Linked DNA regions of Mus musculus: region 2 is linked to region 1. A link is a contact called in public Hi-C data. All regions are on one chromosome and are shown on one strand. The core of a region is the stretch at or near the end of the contact, and the rest is flanking DNA. Distances in the headings are between cores, read along the strand shown. Region 1 has its middle 77 kb from the start of Gm36480. Region 2 holds the start of Cpne8 (copine VIII).

The links. A called contact is a pair of places that touch in the nucleus more often than the background predicts.
Region 2: a contact with region 1 is called in a Hi-C map of the C2C12 cell line, with 3 times the contacts expected there. The contact joins the promoter of Cpne8 here to the enhancer-like site in region 1. A contact is called at or near these places in 2 of 39 promoter capture datasets (3T3-L1-derived adipocytes and pre-B cells), 9 of 484 Hi-C or Micro-C datasets (the C2C12 cell line, Sertoli cells, adipose-derived mesenchymal stem cells and 4 more), 4 of 115 datasets of contacts at active chromatin or transcription factors (astrocytes, neural progenitor cells and vascular smooth muscle cells) and 1 of 9 other capture datasets (adipose tissue).

What each region holds. Positions count from the first base shown.
Region 1 is chr15:90,428,427-90,433,647 of GRCm38.p6, reverse strand. No RefSeq gene overlaps it. Among named protein-coding and RNA genes, the nearest start is that of Gm36480, 77 kb to the right of the region's middle. Within about 2 kb of position 1,332, at least 29 of the 459 cell types and tissues checked have an H3K27ac peak or open chromatin away from gene starts, as enhancers often do. A contact at or near this core is called in the C2C12 cell line, adipose-derived mesenchymal stem cells, embryonic fibroblasts and 2 more, where this site is marked.
Region 2 is chr15:90,677,583-90,682,425 of GRCm38.p6, reverse strand. Cpne8 (copine VIII) reads left to right here and starts at 3,038. Exons shown (of 20, transcript NM_025815.2): 1 at 3,038-3,258. The coding sequence starts at 3,122.

The sequences.
Region 1 (5,221 bases), core at 83-2,582:
TAAAAAGAAACCACATCCAAATGCAGCAGGGAGCAAGGAATGGGAGCCTCTAAGCCCTTCCCCTTTCCTTGATAGCACTGTGCAGATCTTGTTTAGAAAAATCACAGCTGCTATGACTTCATGAGTACAGGTGTCCTTGTCTTGTCTGGAAGATGCCTTTGGTAACACACCTCCCTTCTGTGGCCTCTTCTGTGCTCTCTGCTCCCTCTGCCATAATGTTTCCTGAGTCTTGGAAGGGGTGATGTAGATGGCACCCTGCTGAGCAACCCACCATCCTTCTTAACACTGGTCAGTTATGAGTCTCAGCATTCACTGCTCACTGCTACAATAAGAAGCACCTCTGAAGGCAGCTTAGAGCATTGTTTCCCATTTGTATGTATGTTTATTTATGTGGAGCCAAATTAGAAATAGACTAGGAAACTATACCTTTGATCATAAGAGAATAAAAAGAGGCTTTAGAAAAGAAATGCAGGCAAGTACTGTAATACATGTAAGGTGTTAATGCTGGTGTGGGGAGTATTGGCAGGTGGAAGTGTACAAACCCAGGAAGGAAGCAAAGAGGCATGAAAGAGGAGTGGGTATCCATGGACAGAATAAACCAAAATCAGGTATGTTAAAAAAAAAGTCATAATGAAGCATGTTATGTTGCTAATTAAAGTAAAGAAAATAGTTATTTAATTTGGTAGGCACTAGTATGCTCTGATTTGTGTTCACATAAAACCTACTGTGAGGTAGAATTCTCTGCTCAACTGCTCAACTCCAAACTTCAAATATGAGTAAAAATGTCCCCAGGGCTGTACCCACACCTCAAGTTCTTTTTGTCAGACAATAACAAAGGTCAAACCATAAAAATTAATTAGGCAGTGGTGAGTAATTAATTCCTTATTAGTTTAATTCAACGGGCATAGAATTACACATTTTACGACAGTTTCTTTTCATCACTCTAAGACAGCTTGTGGAAAAAACAAAGGTGGCCTAACACATGACAATATAGGCATTTAGACTATGTGTGGTTCTGGGGAGCTCTGTGATAAGAAGCAAGAAATTCTGGGCATGTCTAATATTCAGCTTGTGATCCACCAGCACCCCTATCCAACTCTGAATGTCACCCAACTCAACACTCATAAAATTACTTAAAACATCATTGGTTCTTTCTCCTTTTCTCTGTCTGCATTTTTTGTAACTGGACAACCTGTTTCTTTGGAATGAGCTTTGTAGATGAGATCATGTCTGCAAGGTCGAGATTGGGCCTGCCTTGGAAGTTGTGGGTTCATCTCTGCACTGAGAAGATGAGCACTGACTCACCATGAACTTTTCAACTTCTTGTATTTGTGTGGAATGAGGCTTTTAAAACAGTCTCAGTGGGAGTCGCAATTCAAATAATAGACACACATAGACTGATATATTAGTCAGAAATGGGTAAAGGAATGTGGGTAGCAAGCCAGACATTTTTTTACTTTCCACAAAAAGCTCATGGAATAATGAAGAAATCAGAGCTGGACACCAGAATTCTGAAACATCCTTTGTATCAGGGCTTTTTATTAGGGAAGACAAAACTACCAGTTAAACTTCAAAGAAAGAAATAAAAAGGAAATTTTCTGTATTAGAACTAGTAGTTATTTATATTCTAATGCTGTTTTGTGGAAAAGAAGTTCCCAGATAGATTCTATATTCTCTACAAAATATCCAGAGAAAAGTTACCTAATTTTCTATCAAAAGCGTCATCAAAGTCTTCATGTTAGAGATTGGCAGGTTTCCCCACCTAACACCTGTGAAGCAAAAGCAGAGGGAGATATGAAATGGGATCATGTCTACAAACACAGAATTACTATCATGTCAATTTCCATATCAAAACTGTTAAGGAACCCTAAAGATGAAAAGCAGTTAAAGAATATGAAATTTAGTCAAAATTGAAACTCAAGCCACTAAATGAACTCTTAGAAGCACTAGTATAAGTTGACTTTTCCTACCAATATGAGGATTATCATATGTTTGTTTTTAAAATTGTATTCTTCATTTCATTTATACTTTTAGGATAATATATTTGATAAAATTATTTCCCTTTTCCTAGTGTTAGAGTTCATCAAAAGAGACCCTCACTCACAAAGACCACAGATACTGCCATCACTGCAAACCACAAGAGGATTTTTTTTTTTATTGATCCAACATGTTGGGGACCCCCCTCTCAGCATGCATGACAGAGGAGAGACCCAGAACAAAGAAAGAACACAGTTTTTATACCTTGTAAGGGGAAGATTTAGGCAACAGGGTTCTCATTGGTGTAGCAAGTAACCCTTTCAGGCGTTTGTTGGTTTGCATAGTGACTAAGTAACCCTTTGGCCTAGTGACTCACTTTGCCTGCTCCCATGGTAGGTTATTATGATTTGGTCAGATTTTTAGCTATTAACATCACAGGGAATTCTAGCAATGTCAGGACGGTTTGTGGTCTTTCTTAGAATTAACTGTGGAGCGGAGGGCAGGGGAATTTCTCTGGGAACTGCTATCTTGTTATGGTTATTTTTCTGAGAACAGCTCATTTTGTTTTGGCAGCTGTAGACTCAGTCATTTGGACCACTATGTTTCTGAAAGTTCCTTCAGAGGGGAAGGGGCTAAGTGGTCTTGAGCTTATTTTGGATATTACACTAGTTCCCCCCAGATCTCCCCTACTTCCCTATCCAACCAACTTTATTTTTCTCCTCCCCCAAAACTCCAACTCCCAAAATAAAAATCAAAGTAAACTTAAAAACAAAATAATAACCCTCAAGGTAGAACCTATTTCTGCCATTTTACATAGGCGACAACTAAGACTCTAAGAGATGCATGCATTGCCTGCTCTCCTGGAGCTGAGTGGGGAGTAAAGCTATTATTCAAATTCAGATCTCTTGAGAAATAAAAATGAGGGGAAAGTGGAAATAAAAGCAAAATGGACAAAACCAAAATGATGTAAAAACCTATGAACAACTCAACATAGGTCAAGGAGATTGATTTGAGTAAACAAGGAATATGGTTAAGTATCTGCTGGGATTTCCAAGATCTCATGACCCTGAAGGAGGTTTTGGATAGACACACATGACTAACAGCAAAGTTTACTAAGAAAGCAAAGCATTTTGAAGGGTGGACAAGGACTGGACATAGAGAATGATCAAAGGTTCAAAGACAATGGCTTACAAAGGATTAGGGATTTGCATCCCAGGGTCACAGGAATCTTATGCATAGGATATGTTACTTTTGTATTTTTTAATTTGTGTGTGTGTGTGTGTTTGTCTGTTTCCTGCATATGCTTTATTCTCTGTCAGACTCACTGGGGAGTTTTTTCTCTTTAAACTCTGAGTTATTTTTGGTTTTTGTTTTGTTTTTCCATTTGCTTATTTTCCCTCACTTTCTTCCCTACCTCCTATATAGAATGTACTACTTTAAAAACTACCTCTAGGAAAATAAGTTTATATGAGGGAATCACATATTTAAAATTGTCTTCTATGCATTTAGAATAAATTTCTTGGGCAAAAGACAGGATTGGTTAAGAGGAATAAGTTCAACTTAACTAATTATGCTACAATGACTCTAGTTAATAACAATATATTTAACAATTGCAGAAGGTATGTTTTAAATGTTTAACCAACATTCACACAAAGTACTGTAATTATTTTTATTTGGCATTCAATAATCTACACATATCATATGCATCAAAATTATATTATACTCCATGAATATATATAATTTTTGTTAATTAAATTAAAAAAAACAAAGCAAAACAAAGACCCTTTGGTTAGTTTCTATAAAGTCTGACACAGCCACCTTACAGAGGATTCTGAGGAATTAGTTTATCTAACAGTCTCAAGGGCAAATTTAGCAAACAGGTTTGAGAAAGCATTTCCTGATAAGTTGCAAGGTGAGAAAAACCAATTGAGCCAGGTAAATTCCACAAGCTGTGGGAAATGAAGGAGGCTGAAGCTAGCATGATAGAGAAACAGAGTGGAAAGATCTGTATTTAAGGAGAACTTTCTGGCGGCTATATCAGATCCTCCCTGGCATTCACTTCAGGAAATCATGAGGTCTGAGGAAGATCCACACAACTCCCTCATCCAAATAGACATAATAATGGCATTTTCTTTTTCCCAACAGAGTTGAGTGGTTTGAATGTGCCTCAGTTTGGTTAAGTACTTACCTAACAGGCACAAGGTACCCAGTGCAGTCTACAGCACTGAACATACCAGATGTGGTGGTGCACAGCTGTTGTCTTGGGGTTCCAGTAGTGTAATAAAACATTGTGACAAAAAGCAAGTCAGGAGGGTTTAATTTCATTTGTAAATCCATACAAGGCATGGTCCAACGCTGAGGGAAGTCAGAACAGAAACTAATAGAGGACAGGAACCTGGAGGATAAAGCTGATGCAGAAGCTATGGAACACTGCTTACTGGCTTGCTCCATCACGACTTGCTCATCATGCTTTCTAATAGCGCCCAGGTCAACCATTCCAGCAGTGCTATCACCCGCAATGGGCTGTTAACCTCCCACATCAATTACCACTAGGAAAGTGTACCACAGGCTTGCCCACGAGCCAGTCTAGTGAGGGGATTTCCTCAATGGAGGTTCTCTATTCCAAAATGACTCTAGTTGACAAAGGTTGGAAGGTTATGATTCAAAATGGTATGCTTGACAAGAGGTAGACTTGTGATACTTAATGTAAATTGGCAGCTCTATGAGATCTCTAATGACCCTGGAGATAGGTCTCCAGGCAACGCTGAGTAGAGTATCTTGACTGCATTATCTGAAAGGAGTGAGCTACTGTGGGTACCAACACTCTCTGGGCCGGGCTTCAATATTGCATGAAAAAGAAAACTGACATCCATTGCTCTCTGCTACTTGACAAGGGATGCATCTACCCCAAGCCTGTGACACAGTGACTCCACTAATGTGATGCACCAAACCCTTCCTAGTATCCAGAAACTTAACAAAGAAAGTTTGTAGTTTCTGAATACCTTGAGTTTCAAAGGATATAGAGCCTTCAGGCAACATTGTTTGGGTCCTTAGTGGAATCGTGATAGGAGAAGCTTCTGGTGTGCACCTAGAAACAGCAGCCCTGTACCCCAGGAGACACTTGTAAGGTGATTCAAGGTCTATTCCAGAGATCTTTGAGGTTCCAGATATCTCTGAGTCATAATGTGACAGAGGTCTTGGTGTTAAGCATGCCTTTAAAGTCTCTGAGGTCTCAAAAATATTA
Region 2 (4,843 bases), core at 1,789-4,288, 250 kb before region 1:
CTGGTGAATAATTCATCTTTGCTTTTAGCACATCACAAGGCTACACACATTGTTTACCTGAATGCGTTTTAACACATGCTGTTAGTACATTTTCTAAAGAAAAGCACAGGTGGAAAAGCTAAAGTTCACACCGATACATTTATTTTTAATGATTGTAGTTCTGTGCTCGGGTCGGATTTATTAATGGGAAGCTGTACTCCACATATTCTTTGCTCTATCATCAAAGCTTGCCTCCTTAGGCTACGCTCATTAGTATTGAGCTTAAGCAATCGGCATGGAATTAACATTTCCACCCAGTGTTTACCTTTCCTAAGGCTGAGACAATATGGCCACAAACTGGCAGGCTTCAAACAATGGAGCTTGCAGTCTCACAGAACTGAAAGTTGTAAACCTGACTGACTCCCAGGGCCACATTCTCTTCAAAGTGTCAAGTGCGAACTCCTGCCTCTGTCAGAGGTTGCAGTTGTCTGGAGTTCCCCAGGAAAGTACAGAGCAGCTTCAGTCTCTGCCTCACTGTGTTTCCTCCAGTCTCTTCCTATGGTACCAACAAGTCAAACCTGACACATATTAAGGAAGGCCTAAAAAACATGGCAAATTGTACAGTGTTTGCGGTCAGAAGATGAATTCTGATAAGATGCCAGTTCCTCTCTATTAGGGACCATGTCTAGGATAAACATAAGCTCAATTAAAAATTTAGGAATTTTTATAGACATTGTCAAGGTGAATCTGAATTCTGTGAGGAAAATACAAACATTTTAAAGTGGCCAAACTCTTTGGAAAGGAATCAATTAAAAATATCCTGTTGCCGTAGTAGTTAAGACACTCTGATTCTGGTTTAAACAGAGACAGACAGGTCAACAGAACAAGGCAGTGTCCAAGAGTGAACTTATTTGCTATGTTGATTTTTTGGCAAAGATTACTTTAAGATAATTTTAAAACATTCTTTAAAAGAAACCATAGACCCAAATGTAAATTCTGAAACTAAAATTACAAGAAGAAAACAAAATATATTTTTATATATGTATGTATGTGTGTATAATATATATATATACATATATATATATACATATATATATATATATATATATATATGCCAAGGGTTTTTAGCATTGACATGGGCATAAACTAAACCAAAACAGCAAACAAACAAACAAAAAAACTCTCATAGATAAAATTGGCCATCATATATTACTTTAGGATAGAAAATAGTAAAACTAGTTTGTAAAAACAATTCAGTAATTTCTTAAGAAATTACGTGTACTCTTCCACTTTCATCTGGCTATTCTATTTCTACTTGCCCAGTGTGATGAAAGCTTATGCCCACAAAAGACCCATATGCCAGCGTTCACAGCAGTCTCGTATGTAATAGCCCAAACCCAGGGGCAAGTACACTGTTCATCAAGATGAGTGGGTGACCAATTTGTGGCAAGTCTCTAAAAGGAAGATTATTCACTATTGATGCACCTGTTATCGTAGATGAAACTGCAAAGAATTTTACAGACGGAAAGAAACCGGGTTAGGCATGGAGTGTGCCATATTCTGTGGTATTTAAATTAAAGATGAAGTGTTGTTTTAATGGCGAAAGCAGGGATTGATTACAAAAGAGACACAAGAAGCTTTTGGGGCGAGGGAATGGTTTATTATTTTGGTGTGGTGATGGTTTAGCGGGTTGATACCGATCGTAATCCATCAGAGGGCACACTTTAAATACCTGCATGCTATTGTGCATGTAAATCAATGCATTCAGATACACACACATATGGACCTAGATAAAGTGGAAAATTCGGAGAAGGCCTCTGGGTTGAGCACTAAAGTCCTTACCTTTTATTTCTTCAGGAGGTGCCTGCAAAATAAAATTCTAGTTTGCTTAAAAAAAAAAACCCTCTAGACCTCCTCCACCAAATCAATTTCAGGCATCAATAAGAGAGCTTGAGGGAAAATTCTAGTCATCAGCTGCAGTTTAATTTGTGATAGGGGGAAGAGAAAGAAAAACAGAACTGGTGGATTTAAGGGGTGGTGAAGGGAGGGCGGGGCGACCAGGGAAAGCAAACAAGACCAAAGTGACGCAAACATTTGGGGCAGGGAAGAGCGGCAAGCATCTACACTCTATTTCCCCTGCAACCACACAGATTCTTTAAGGAAGTGGCTCCAAGTGGATTAAAATACCACAAGGGAGACCAGTCACAAGCCCAGGATTCTCCAGGTGAGCCAGGGCTAGAGCCAGCCACGCTCCCTCCTGAGGCTGGGCGCCCTGCTCTCCACCGCCCCCTGGCGGCCATCGCCAGAAGACCCGCAGTGACGCCTCGGGTCAGGTGTGCGCAGGAAAGTGGGGGTTACCCGGCAAGCTGCGGCGGCGCCCCGCGTCTTGCCCACTCCCAGTCGCGCCGCCAGGAATCTATTTGCTAAACTCCCCGGTCACCCGAGCTGCTCATCTGCTTTACGCTGCCCTGCTTTCAGGTCTTGAGGAGCAGGATTGAGGAGGAGCTAGATTATAAGTTATTATTACGACCTCCCGGGCCTCAGGGCAGAAATCCCTGCGGTTTGGCAAGTGCGTTGCAAGGCGCCGATCTTGCCTTAAGGAGACCCTCGCCTAAAAGTTGCAGGGGATGGCAGACGCATTGAAACCTCTCTTATAACGCTGCGATTGTCCCAACAGCGTCCACTCCACCCAAGCTTGCCCCATATATTGGCACGCCCCTCTGCACCAGGAGTCAAAGGCTGGTGGCCATCCCTTGCCCCACCACCACATCAGTCCAGTAGCCCGAAGTGGGGAGCATATCAGCTGGGGCGGGGGGCAATCGCCGGCGCCTGGGGCTCTCCCACTAGACGGCGCGGTGTCTGTCCGGGTCACCTACTGTCTCTGCGCCCTACGCCCAGAGCCCCCGAGCTGCAGACCCAGTCACCGCCCGGGGGCTGCCCCAGGGCGGGAGCAGCCCGGAGCGCCACTTGGGAGACCGAGGCGGCTTTGCCAGGACTGGCTCGGTCGCCGGATTCGCGACGAGGTCCGCCTCCTCCCTCCCCTTCCCGCGCCGCCTCCGCCTCCTTCCTCTGCCTCCACCCTCACCCCTTCCCGTCGGTGCGGAGCTCCGCTCCGAGCAGCGCTCAGCCCGCCGCAGCTTGGATGTGGGCTCGGGACAAGTGCTCCGTTCCTCAGCTCGAGATGGACAGCCGCTACACCAGCGCCACGGGCATCGGGGACTTGAACCAGCTGAGTGCGGCCATCCCCGCCACACGAGTGGAGGTGTCAGTGTCCTGCAGGTGAGGACGCGGCTCTCTTTTCTTCCTTCCATCCGAGCTTGGTGGCACTTGGCTAGCGCTCCAGGTACCACGAGGCTTGGCGCTGGTGAGAAGTTGCATGCTGAGTGGGGACTAGTTGTGGTACTGGCTGACGTTACCTTCCCCTCCTCCCCCCCAGAGGGTCAAATGACACAGAACTGGGGACGAGAGTGGTGGGCTTTGGCTGAGTCTTTTTTTTTTTTTTTTCTGGGAAATGTTGTGAAAGTTGGCAAAGCTGTGACTCAGCTACAGAAACCCTAGCCGCCGCCCACTTCGCAACCTTTTAAAAAATTATTTATTTATTTTAAACAACCGCAATCAGGGCCAGAGGTTCAGTGATGTCGGGAACCGAAGGGTCAGTCCTACCAAGAGCGCGCGTGATGCTGCGCACCTTGGCCAGGGACTCCCTCTGCCAGGCGTCCGGGAAGCCATGCGGTGGGCTCAGCTCCAGTTCCACAGCTTCCTCCTCCCCACTCACTTCCTGGAACCATCCAGCTTCCTTACCCTCCACCCTTCCGGGACGTTTACCCTAGGCCTGTAGCGGTTCCAGGTTCAGTCTTCCAGGCAGAGGCTTACCTAAGAATTGAGAAGTCACGACTTATTTTCTGCCCGCCGGTAGACAAACATCAGAATGCTTTCAGCAACTCTCAAGGACTGCCAGTTTCAGACTCCCTTCCTGATACTCCCTGGGCCAGATCCTCAGTAAGTTAGGTAGAATAGCTGTGCTGCCCCAGTTTTGGGGAATTAGATGGTTGGCTATATTAAGAATACTACATTGCACGTACCCAGGTGCCCACTTCCAGGCTGAATACTTCCTTTCACCGGTCTCGTTGGAAAACTTCACTCCTACCCCTCTACGCCCCCGTGTTTTTAAATGCCCTCACATGTTCTTAGCCTTTCTGTAAGGAAAGATCGTTGTAAAAGACTTTAATAAGCATGAGTGATTTTTGTTGTAAACAAACCCTGAAGTTTAAACGCCGCTAAAACAGGTTCTCAGCTTTCTTAATGCTGTGACAATTTAATGCTGTTTCCCATGTAGTGGTGATCCCCCCATCTTAAAATTATTTTTGTTGCTGCTTTATAGCTGTATTTTTGCTACTGTTACAAATCCTAATGTAAATATCTGTGTTTTCTGATGGTCCTAGGTGAGCCCCGTGAAAGGGTCATGTGACTCACAGAGGGGTCGCGACCCACAGGTTGAACATTCCTGCCCTGAAACTAAAGTTTCTTGGAAATTCAAGTTTTAGCACCCATTCCCCAAGTGGCCATGTTCTTTGGTAGGGGAAAACCCTGGGATAACATAGGATTTGCTCTGATTCACCTCAGAATGTGAAAGTTCATGACATCAGCCCTGGGGTTATTGGGGTAACTGCTTTGAATGCTCCACTAGGCTCCTTCCAGTTAGCAGCTGCCTGGCAGACTCCTGTGGCGATTTGTAGGTGAATCTCTTCTCTCTGAAGCTGGCTTTAATATTAGGTGACTGTTACCTAACACCGTATAACACAATGGGCAGTGGGTGGTCAGGAATTCTACTATCTCAGCATCTTTTAGAGGTCTGTCATTTGTT